Linked DNA regions of Zea mays: all the other regions are linked to region 3. The links are chromatin contacts, called in public Hi-C maps. All regions are on one chromosome and are shown on one strand. Each heading gives the region's core, a stretch centred on a gene start, on an enhancer-like site or on the middle of the called end of the contact. The rest is flanking DNA. Distances are from core to core; before and after follow the strand shown. Region 1 holds the start of LOC100280486. Region 2 holds the start of LOC100383306 (ubiquitin carboxyl-terminal hydrolase 12). Region 3 holds the start of LOC100193627 (Pumilio homolog 12).

Region 1 (3,264 bases), core at 395-2,894, 140 kb before region 3:
GAACATGAACAAGTGTGTGCTTTACAATTGTCACTGAGGCGTGAACATGGGGCACCTTAGCACTGCAATCCACGGAGGAAAAGCTATTTACAAGGACACAAACATCCAAAAGCACACTAAATGGCCATTTCATCTTCACCAGAACATTTGGTGATTGGCAACTTGGGGGCACTACCAGTTTTCCTTCACAATCTTTGACTTCTCGAATATGAATTTTCCTTCCTTGTATTTCTGCGTCTCTTCATATGCTCTCACATACTTCCAGCCCAACACCTCACGGCAGTCATTACAGTAGATATCAGCAACTGTGTGTAGCCCTGTCATGAGGTGTCTATCCTCCTTCGCCCCCACAACTACGTTCATGGCATGAGAGAACAGAAACGCACGGCCATTCCTCCCCTAAAACAGAAAAAAAGGAAGAAGGCATCATCATCCAGGCGCCAGCAGAAGACTCAGCTAGTTACAAAGAATTTTCCAGTCCCTAATGACACAGAGCTTACAAATTGTTTCAGACACAATACTTGGGATCCTGGTTTTTGGTTGTGCGTTCAGCACCAAGTCAACGAGAAGGTATCCAGTATTCCATTCTTCCCAGATTCCCAAGCTCCCATTTGGGAAAAAAGGATATCCAAATGTGCCCGGAAAATTATAAATAAAAATATGAATGGATAGGTGATGCAAAGTTTAGTTTTTTTAAATATCTATTAATGGATAGGCTCTGTTTGGTTCCACCCAACTCAAGTTTAGCTAAGGCCCTGTTTGGTTTGGGGTGACTAAAGTTTAGTGACTAAAGTTTAATCACTTTTAGTCTCTAAATAAGCAAACATGGTGACTAAAGTGAGGTGACTAAACTTTAGTTCTTTAGTCACCAAGGAGTGACTAAATGGAACTAAAGTAGGATTGTTACCTTATTTATCTTCTACACTTTCTTCTTGCAGCAAACATCCACTAATTAATAGGGATAATACAGTCATTATTCACAACAATTAATGCTCTTTAGTCTGATTTAGTCACTAGAACCAAACGGTGTGCTTTAGTGACTAAACTTTAGTCTAGTGACTAAAAGAACCAAATGTATTGGCCAGCTAAAGGTTAGCTAGCAATGCGGTGTTTGATTTACTAGACCTAGCTAATACAAATAAAAAAGACAGATATAAGTATTCTTTTGAGTGTATGACCTACGGAAGGACTCTCGGTTTCGTAGAGAACAGAGGTGTCCTGGTAATTGCAGAACCTCCTAAGAAACAACTCGCCCGGTAGTGAAGGAGAGGTAATTGCGGGGAGTTCGGACCTGAAAGGCCTTGGAGATGACGTCGTCGTGAAGGCAAACGTGGTTCCGGCAAGTGCAGCAACTGTAGACGCGCGGTCCCACAAGCTCCGCCATGGACCGACGCTGTCCCGCGAAACCTCGACTAGGCCCCGACCACCCAATCCTGCAATCCAAGGGTCGGAACACCAGTTCTTTCAATTCAATTACATTTTTTTTCCAGAACCGAAAACCGCATCGATGATGGGAGAAACATGGTGGACAAGGAACCGCTGGACCCCCAAATCCGAGCACGGGAAAGGGAGGAGCGGAGGACGTGAGGGTGAGATTAGCCTGTAAGCGCGACGGAGGTACTCACCGATGCGGCGCGGAACGGTAGGCGCGCGGAGAGTAGCCGATGTGAGGGAGGTGGAGAAGCGGGTTAGAGAGAGACGGCGGCAGGGCAGGGGGTTGGCGTCGGAATCAGGAGTGAGATGGTGGATTAGGGCATGTACAGCCCACATACATATATTAAAAACACATACAGTAATACAGACAACACAAAAAGACAAATTATATAATAAGTTATCTATTTACGATGTCTATATAGTTTTTAATTCATATAATAGTCTTTATTGTAGTTTTTATGGAGCTGCTGCTGCACAAGTACACGATAGGCATCCTTTGTTGCCGTCGTCGTACACCGGTTGTTTCACGGTCTTCTTAGCATCGGACCACGAGCCACGACACGGCTACAACCTCTTTCTTCACTAACTACATGCCACATTGGATTATTGCTTTTAATCATCGCTTGCGTGCCTGTTTATAGATGGCACATTAACTTGTGTTGTAGGGAAATATAGATGTCTAGATGGACCGTGCCAACCAAGTGGTCTGGAACCGATAAGGATTGACGGGCCGCAACATGACACATTATGTTAGAAAATAGGTTTGTGCTGACTCGATCGATTTACGTGTTGTGTTTGGGTTATACAGTAAACACGATATGTTGATCGTACAATACAACTAAATTGGTCGGTCTGTGAAGTCCACACCCCACTGTCGTATGAAACCTGCCCCTCGTGGCGGTCCCACGCTACCCTTCGCCCTTCTGCTTCTAACAATCCCTTACCCCTCCTCTCCCCCTCTAAGGCGGCGAGCTCCCTCACTCCCTCCTTAACGCCTTCGACGCGGCGACGATGCCTGCCTCCCCGCCATTGCATAAAATCTGCCCTGGCACTCCCTCGTTCGGTCGCCCTCCTTCTCCTAGCAAACTCTAACCCCCTCCTCTTATCCCTTCGACGCACGAGCCAACAACGTTGTCCCTTGCTCCCTCCTCCTCATTGCCTCCGAAGACATCTTCTCTTCTCTAGCCACTCTCCTCTTCTCTGTCACATGTAGATCAAGATCTGGTGTCGGTGGCCTTCCTCTTCTTCGGTGACGGTGGACTGGATCTATGTCAATGGTGTTCATGCCATGATGTGCTTCCTGTTAGGCCATCTATTTTGTTTGTCTTATCTACCCTCCCACTCCTACCTTCCACTCTACCTCTGACCTCTACTCCCCGCCTCTCTCTCTAGCTGCCTCATTGGCTCATTCTCACTACCTTGTTATCACTTTTTATCATGGTCATCTTGTTCGCCATAGGTGGTTTCATTGCTCCTGTCTAGCTACGCTCTCGCTTCTCGACTCCTCACCAAACCCTAACCCTAACTAATTGTCTCTTGTTTCCTCTCACTTGCAGATAGCGAGGAACTGATGTGTTGTCGATGGAGGGTCGGCATGACCTAACCTCCATGAACTATGAGTTCAAGATGATGGGGACAGACATAGGATGACGAGGATGACTTGCAAGCTAGGCGGGATGACCTATTCAGCAACACTAATCAGGCTCGAATTGACATCAATGTCGTCAACGGTGAGGACGGTCAAGGTGCCGCAGCCCCTGGTGATGCTACAACGGCGTCTAGGAGGGTGAGTACTGGTAGGAAGAAGTAGAAGTGCACTAGTGATGTCTA
Region 2 (3,617 bases), core at 767-3,266, 160 kb after region 3:
ATAAATATCAAATACTTGGATTACAAGCAACATAGATGTTTCATGTCTTGAATTTAAATATACGACATTGGTAGAAACACATTAACTAGCCTAAGGATAAAGAGCATACCAAGAGCGACTTCTGTACCTTGTGCTTGAGTAAGGAGAGCGAGATCCATACCTTTCGCTTAAAAATGTGCTTTTTTAGAATCAAAGCACATGGCTTCAAAAACACAGATAAATGTGCTAAAGGTAAATGGTTGCTTTGGAATTGACATGGCACTAAAAAGGAAAAGTTTTAGTTGTACCTAACACCAAATAATATATATGAGATAACCACAACTGAAACTATAAGAAAGAAAAATTGCCACTAATTAAAGCATTCTATGTAGTATCATTTCAGACATTAAGGCTAGTACAACATTACATAAAACAGTGGAATTTAGCACAAAGTTTATACACGGGGAGAATAGATATTTTACATAATATGGTTCTGTCATGAAAAAACTTACTTGATTGTCTGTCCCAACAAACCCAGAAAATTGAGATATGTTTCCCTTTAAAAAATAATTCTGCAGAGAATCAACATAAATCTTTACTCTGAATTATCATAGCTGCAAAGGCGTTGTAGGCGACCGCGGGGAGGGGCACGACCTGTCTTGGGTGACAATACAACTTTCATCATCAGCTAAAGCAAGGTCCCCAGCGCAAAAACTATTTACAAAAATATCTGTCGTCCTCTGTCGGACAAGAGCGTCTCTCAGCGTAGTACCAAATTTTCCTCTACCGGGAAAAAGGCGAAGAAAGAAACTAACAGACAGACAGTCATTAAAAGCTCCGGCGACTATGCTCCCGCCTCCGTTGGCGATGAGCAGTTCAGGTCGAGATCGAACACGGTGGGCTTCCTCGCCGACACAGCGACCGATGGCGACGGCGACAGATCCACTACCGACGAACAGTCCGAGTCGCTCTACGCCACGGTGACCGTCGACGCCAGCTTGAGCACACGACACCCTGCTTCCGCGGTGGCTGCGGTCTGCCCGAAAAAATAGTACAGGTGCGTAACGGGGATGCTGCCAAAAGGGAAGCGTACGACGGCGGCGCCCGTGCCCGTTCCCGCGGCCGCCACGCGGTGGAACAGGTCCAGCTTGAGCGACGGCAGGAGCGGCATGGGCGCCTACGCATCACCGCCGCCGCTGACGGGGAGGGGGGGAGATGCCGTCTGGCAGTGGCATGCGCCGTCCCATCGGTGCCTGGCCCTGGCTTGCGCTCGCCTCGGCGTCGGTGCCGTGGGTTTCCACTGCGACCCTCCTCCATGTAGAGTGGAGGCATTGCCCCCGTCGCCGAGGTCGGTATCGTCGTCCTCCATGGTGAGGGGAGCGACGGCCGATTCGGCCGTTGGCTTGTGAGCGGGAGAGGAGGCGGAGGAAATGGGGAGGAGGGAGAACCTGCTGTAAATGAATAGTGGGAGAGGAGGCGAAGGAAACTGGGAGGGGGCACGGACTGCCAACATGCGGCCACTCATCGGAGACTGTATGGATGGGAGAGGCAGAACCATGGTGCACGCGGTCTACACTAAGATCTTATAGAGTAGTAAAAATTAGGGACAGAGGCGGAGGGCCCATTGTGGCTAAGTATAGCTTAAGCCATACCTAATTGAGAAAGACGATAATAATCACAAATCATATAATTCACAACTCGCACTTGCACTTTAAGTATTAAGAAGTCATTTAAGTATAATGATAGACAAATGCAATTGTCTAGATCTCCAAGACTTATCTAGGAAAATTATAAGTATAATATTGTATTATCTATTTTTTTACTGCGCACATGTTTCTTAACAATTTATTCTAATTTTAGACAATGTTCTACTTTTATATATGTTTGTGCATTTTTATTTTGCAATTTAATTGGTTTGTGTGCTAAATATTATACGAAGTAGAGCAATACCAAAAAAAATTTATCCGTCCTCCGCCACTGATTAGGGAGAAGATAGAGTTGAGAATCATAACAGAGAAGCCTGTTAAAACGAGTGTCATAATAGAAAAAAAAACTCCAAATCGTTCCCGACAGCACGCGACCGACCCGTGCTCCGCTTCACCATATCAGCAACTTCCCCTCGTCTGCCTCGGCCTCGGGCTCGCATCCGCCCTCGACCTCGGCCGTTCTTCCTCCTGTTCCCGCCGCCGTCCGCCGCCGCCGCTGCTTGGCGGCCGCCTCTCTCACACCCACCGCAGTGCGGGCGACGAGGACCCCATGACTATGATGACGCCGCCCCCTCTCGAGGTACGTGCTCTCATACAAAAGCTAGCTCGCCCCGATCTCCGCGGCCAGCCCCCCTCGCCGCCGCGCCGATGAGGGTGCTCGGGTGCGCGCCAAGGTTTACGCGCCGAGCTGGATCTGACTCCTCAGCCCGCGCTCTTCCCTCCTCGCAGCAGCAGCAGGGGGACGAGATGCTGGTGCCGCACCAGGAGCTCCCTGTCGCTGGCCCAGAACCTGCCCCACAGCCGATGGAAGGTGAGGACTTGAGCCTTCTCTCGCCCTCTGTGCTTGTGTTGGTGTGTTTATGTGTTTCAGTTCTCGTTGATGTCATCTCACACGTGGTGGTTGCTGTCGTGGTTGCTGCTGCTAGTTGTTGCGCAGACAGAACCCGCCAACACAGCGGAGACCCAGCCACCCGAGGACCCGCAGACGTCGCGCTTCACCTGGACAATTGAAAGCTTCAGTCGTCTTAACACTAAGAAGCACTACTCTGATGCGTTCGTCGTTGGAGGATACAAATGGTGACCTTTTGGATCCCTTGCCACTGTGACCGCTACTGGAAGCATGGGTAGATGTCTGGAGAGTTTTAATGGACGTGCTACTTTTTGCTTGCAGGCGTGTGCTAATTTTCCCCAAGGGGAACAATGTGGATCACTTATCGTTGTATTTGGATGTTGCGGATTCTGGGAGCCTCCCATATGGGTGGAGCCGGTATGCTCAGTTCAGCTTGGCTGTTGTGAATCAGGTCCACCCAAAGTATACAATTCGGAAAGGTATCTCTTTCTTCATTTAATGGTCTTATGCTTGTCTTGTGAATGCCATTCCATCATGGAAGTTTTAAGGGCTATAATTTACAAGTCTTCAACTGAGCTGGAACATGATGAGTCCATTGCAGCTATTTGATCATTGACACTTGTCAAACTTTTATCATGATAGCATGATGTTATATCTGGAATGAGGTGCACATTCTATTTGCCCATAATTACAACTAATATACAAAATCATAGACAAGGGTGAATCTCTTTCCCTATGTTATTCTGAATCAGGATATGTGTATGAAGCACATGCGTGGTACATAAAGTTTTTAAGTTCAATATAATGTTTATTTTAAGTTACTTTAATTTTTAAGGGGATTAATTCACTTCTAGTTTTTTTCATATTTACTTGATTTCTGTAGGATGTTCCTCAGCTGCGTGTCTTTTTCTTAACATTTTTGGCAAAGTGACAACTCAAACTAGCGTCTCAACTCTCATGTGTGCTTGTCATCTTTACTGCATTTGTTATCTTTGAAAAAAAGATTTCTTTGCAAATAGCTGCATTAATATTTTTGAATGTGCCTTTTGTTAGGATGTATGTAGATCATCAATCACATACAG
Region 3 (3,202 bases), core at 465-2,964:
CATGTCCCAGATGACGAACAGTAGGCACTCCACGGTGAGGCGCAGCTGCATACTTGTCTGATGAGTTGATAACACCATACTGATTGCTATTGATCCAATGAACATCAGCAGCCTGTGGATATTGCTGATAAGGATACTGTGGCTGCATGAAAAAATTCGTCTCGGCATCGATATCATGCCGCTTAAATTTATAGTCCATCTGCTGATAACAAGGTGCATATGTCTGTGGCTGCGTATCAATAATATGATGTTGCTGGAAAGACAAAGCTTGCGGTAAATTGGTTCTAGTCACAAACGCATTATCTGTGCCATGCATCCCTGTGTACATTGGAGGATTTTGTGCACCAAACTTTGTTTTCATGTGTCCAGCATTGTGGACCGTATAATATGAAGGCACAAACTCATCTTGACCAAACGCTGGCTGATGTGGCAGATTTGTTGGGTAATCAGCCGATGTAAACAAAGAGTCTGCAAAAAGGAGTCCATCCCTGGATCCAACAGTGCCAGAGTGAGCAGAAGAATCAGCAGCAGCATTACCAGTGAGGCTCAATCCCATGTTACCAAATGCAGATACCAATGCCTGCTCATCAAACAAATTGGCATTGTCCATTATGCCCAGACCATTCCAGTTACCTCGCGCCATTGCTATATCATGCTGAGCAGGGATCCTTTCACTCATAGGAACCCACCCTGCCTCGAGAGAAGAACACCCTGCAGATTGTTCCCCATAAAACATGGCTCCAGTGAAGTTGCCAAGGAATGGCAGATTGTCCTGATTACCCGGGGCTTCGTCCATATCAGTACCAGAAGAGTCCACGAAGCCAAACTCGATCACACAATGCAGGTAGTTTCACCAACACTACGGCACCCAGAGTTACGTGTGACGCACGGATAACACAAAATCACCTAAATGATCACAGGAACAATGACAAAAAAAATCGTTACCAAATAAAAAAGAAAGCGTTGGTACGAAATCCGGCACGAAGACAAGAGCAGGAGACAGCAGGGTGTCTGGCGAAAACGGGGAATTGTCACATGGCCATAGAATTTTGGTGTCCAGATGGCAAGGAGGACAAAGTACCTATGATCACACCAGCGCTATGAATCCCAAAGAATCCATGAACACAGAGAAAACCGTGAGTATTCTCGGTGAACAGAACAACCAAGAGTAGAAGATTTCGCTACTGAATCCTTGATCGTATTGCGCTCGCGCAAAGATGACCCCAAAAAAAATGGTCGGTGAAACTGACGGCAATCCGATGCCCACGAAACCCACCCGCACACGCCAAGATCGCGAAAAAACCCGATAAAACCCCCCCGATCACGAGAACGCGTCGCCAGGAACCTAAGGCCCCGCCGCGAAAAACCCGATCTTGGTCACAACCGCGCGATCAAACCGATCCGGAGACACACGTGGCCCCGATCGACCCAGGCAAGAGACGTCACAGGGAGAGAGGTTAGTAGTAGATGATTACCAGGAAAGGCTGAGGGGAGCACGCGCATTAGCCGGAGCGCCGCCGCCGCACGGTCGAGTTGCCTCGGGGAGGGCGCGCCGCCGGGGAGAATTGGGGGAGAGGCGGCGGGTGGAGGTGATGATTTTGTGAGGGATTTTGAGGGCAGGGCAAGGCAAGGCTTACGCGAGAAGGAGACGAAAGGAGGAGAGAGGGAGAGGGAGAGGGGAGAGAGAGCAGAGGAAGACGGGGCATTTGTTTCCGGGGAGGGCTTTGGTTTCCTTCCCCCTGTTCTGTTTCGTGGCTCCGTGATGAACGGGTGGACGCTTCTGCCCCTCGCTCTCTCCGCAGCTGGGATCTCATCTGGGGGCAACATGCAGTCAGAAAAGTTCGTGGAGGGGGGGTGACACATGACATGATGCTACTAGCCTGCTGCCATGCAAGCATGCACGGACTGCATGCAGCCCCAACCGCAAGTTCTTCAAACGAGAATAATACGAGATTATCAATACAAATCGAATAGTGCTATTTTTGCTCTCTACCATTTTTTTGAAAGAAATTATATTATTATACCAAAGATAATTCTGCAGTCACTTTTTTTGGCTTCCCTATATGCCTATTGCTTTGGCCTTAAGATGCGCATTCTACGTGACCGTATCACAGTACTCACGTTTACAACAGATTCGAGGATGTCATCCATGGTGAGGGTATTATAGTCACTTCTCTACTTGTTTTTAGTGCATCGTGATGCATGGACCAAGTCACTTTTTTCTCGTAGATTTCTCTCTTGCTAAACACTACACAACATGCCAAGGCATTTCATCTTACAACATGATTTTATGTTTGCTTTCTCTCATGCTACAATTTTAGTGATGGATTTTTACTGTATTGTTATCGGTATTGTTATGTCTTTTTGTGTTCTGCTGTTCCCCGGTGCCCGCGGTGGCTGCTTGTATCAAAATGCTCTGGTTGAGTCTTTTCAAATAAAAATAGATTGATTTTGAGTGTCTTTTGACTCTAGCTCGGCTCATCAAGCTCTATTTGAAGTTGGGTCTCAAATAACTTAAGAGACCATGATAAATAGTAGTATATCATTTTTAATAAAAAAAAACATGACAAAAGTAAGACCTTGTTCGGTTATTCCTATAAATTGGATGAGATTAAAAAAGTTAGTAGATATGTTGACTTGCTATGGATTTAAACCTATCAAATCACCTCAAATCCACATAGAGATTGGAGTGAAACCGAACAGACCTTAAGTAGGGTTAGCTCGTTATCCATCCCACGCGCGTGTTGTTAACTGTGACAACGTTTCATCTAGAAACTATCTATCTCTCTTAACATGCAAAATCATTAAGGGGGTGTTTGAATGCACTAAAGCTAATAGGTAGTAGCTAAAATTAGTTGGAGACATCCAAACACCATAACTAATAGTTCAACTATTAGCTATTATTAGTAAATTAGCAAATTACTTATTAGTTAGCTAATTCTACTAGCAATTTTGTAGCCAACTATGTATTAGCTCTAGTGCATTCAAATATCCCTTAAATATACTGGTATGTCATTACTTTAAATACAAATAAACCCCCGACTAAGGTCCGGTTCGGTTTGCACGGATTGGAGCTCTGGAATGGTTCCTAGCCGGATTACTTCTCTAATTTATATAAATTTTGATGAGTTGGAACGAATCCTATTTCAATCCTGAAAAAACGAACATGCCTTAAACCGGCTTGCATAAAGAAATTAACATA

What was found. A called contact is a pair of places that touch in the nucleus more often than the background predicts.
Region 1: a Hi-C map of endosperm shows a contact between it and region 3, with 3 times the contacts expected there. The contact joins the promoter of LOC100280486 here to the promoter of LOC100193627 in region 3. A contact is called at or near these places in 4 of 25 Hi-C or Micro-C datasets (ear, endosperm, leaf and 1 more).
Region 2: a contact with region 3 is called in a Hi-C map of ear, with 3 times the contacts expected there. The contact joins the promoter of LOC100383306 here to the promoter of LOC100193627 in region 3. A contact is called at or near these places in 4 of 25 Hi-C or Micro-C datasets (ear, leaf, tassel and 1 more).

The regions. Positions count from the first base shown.
Region 1 is chr10:13,436,753-13,440,016 of Zm-B73-REFERENCE-NAM-5.0, reverse strand. LOC100280486 reads right to left here and starts at 1,644. Exons shown (of 2, transcript NM_001153406.1): 1 at 1,292-1,644; 2 at 1-399. The coding sequence starts at 1,384. The coding sequence ends at 172.
Region 2 is chr10:13,131,548-13,135,164 of Zm-B73-REFERENCE-NAM-5.0, reverse strand. LOC100383306 (ubiquitin carboxyl-terminal hydrolase 12) reads left to right here and starts at 2,016. Exons shown (of 31, transcript XM_020545177.2): 1 at 2,016-2,265; 2 at 2,415-2,496; 3 at 2,612-2,762; 4 at 2,857-3,014. The coding sequence starts at 2,236. It also overlaps the pseudogene LOC118473509.
Region 3 is chr10:13,296,304-13,299,505 of Zm-B73-REFERENCE-NAM-5.0, reverse strand. It overlaps LOC100193627 (Pumilio homolog 12), which reads right to left and starts at 1,714. Exons shown (of 6, transcript NM_001309886.1): 1 at 1,476-1,714; 2 at 1-906. The coding sequence starts at 796.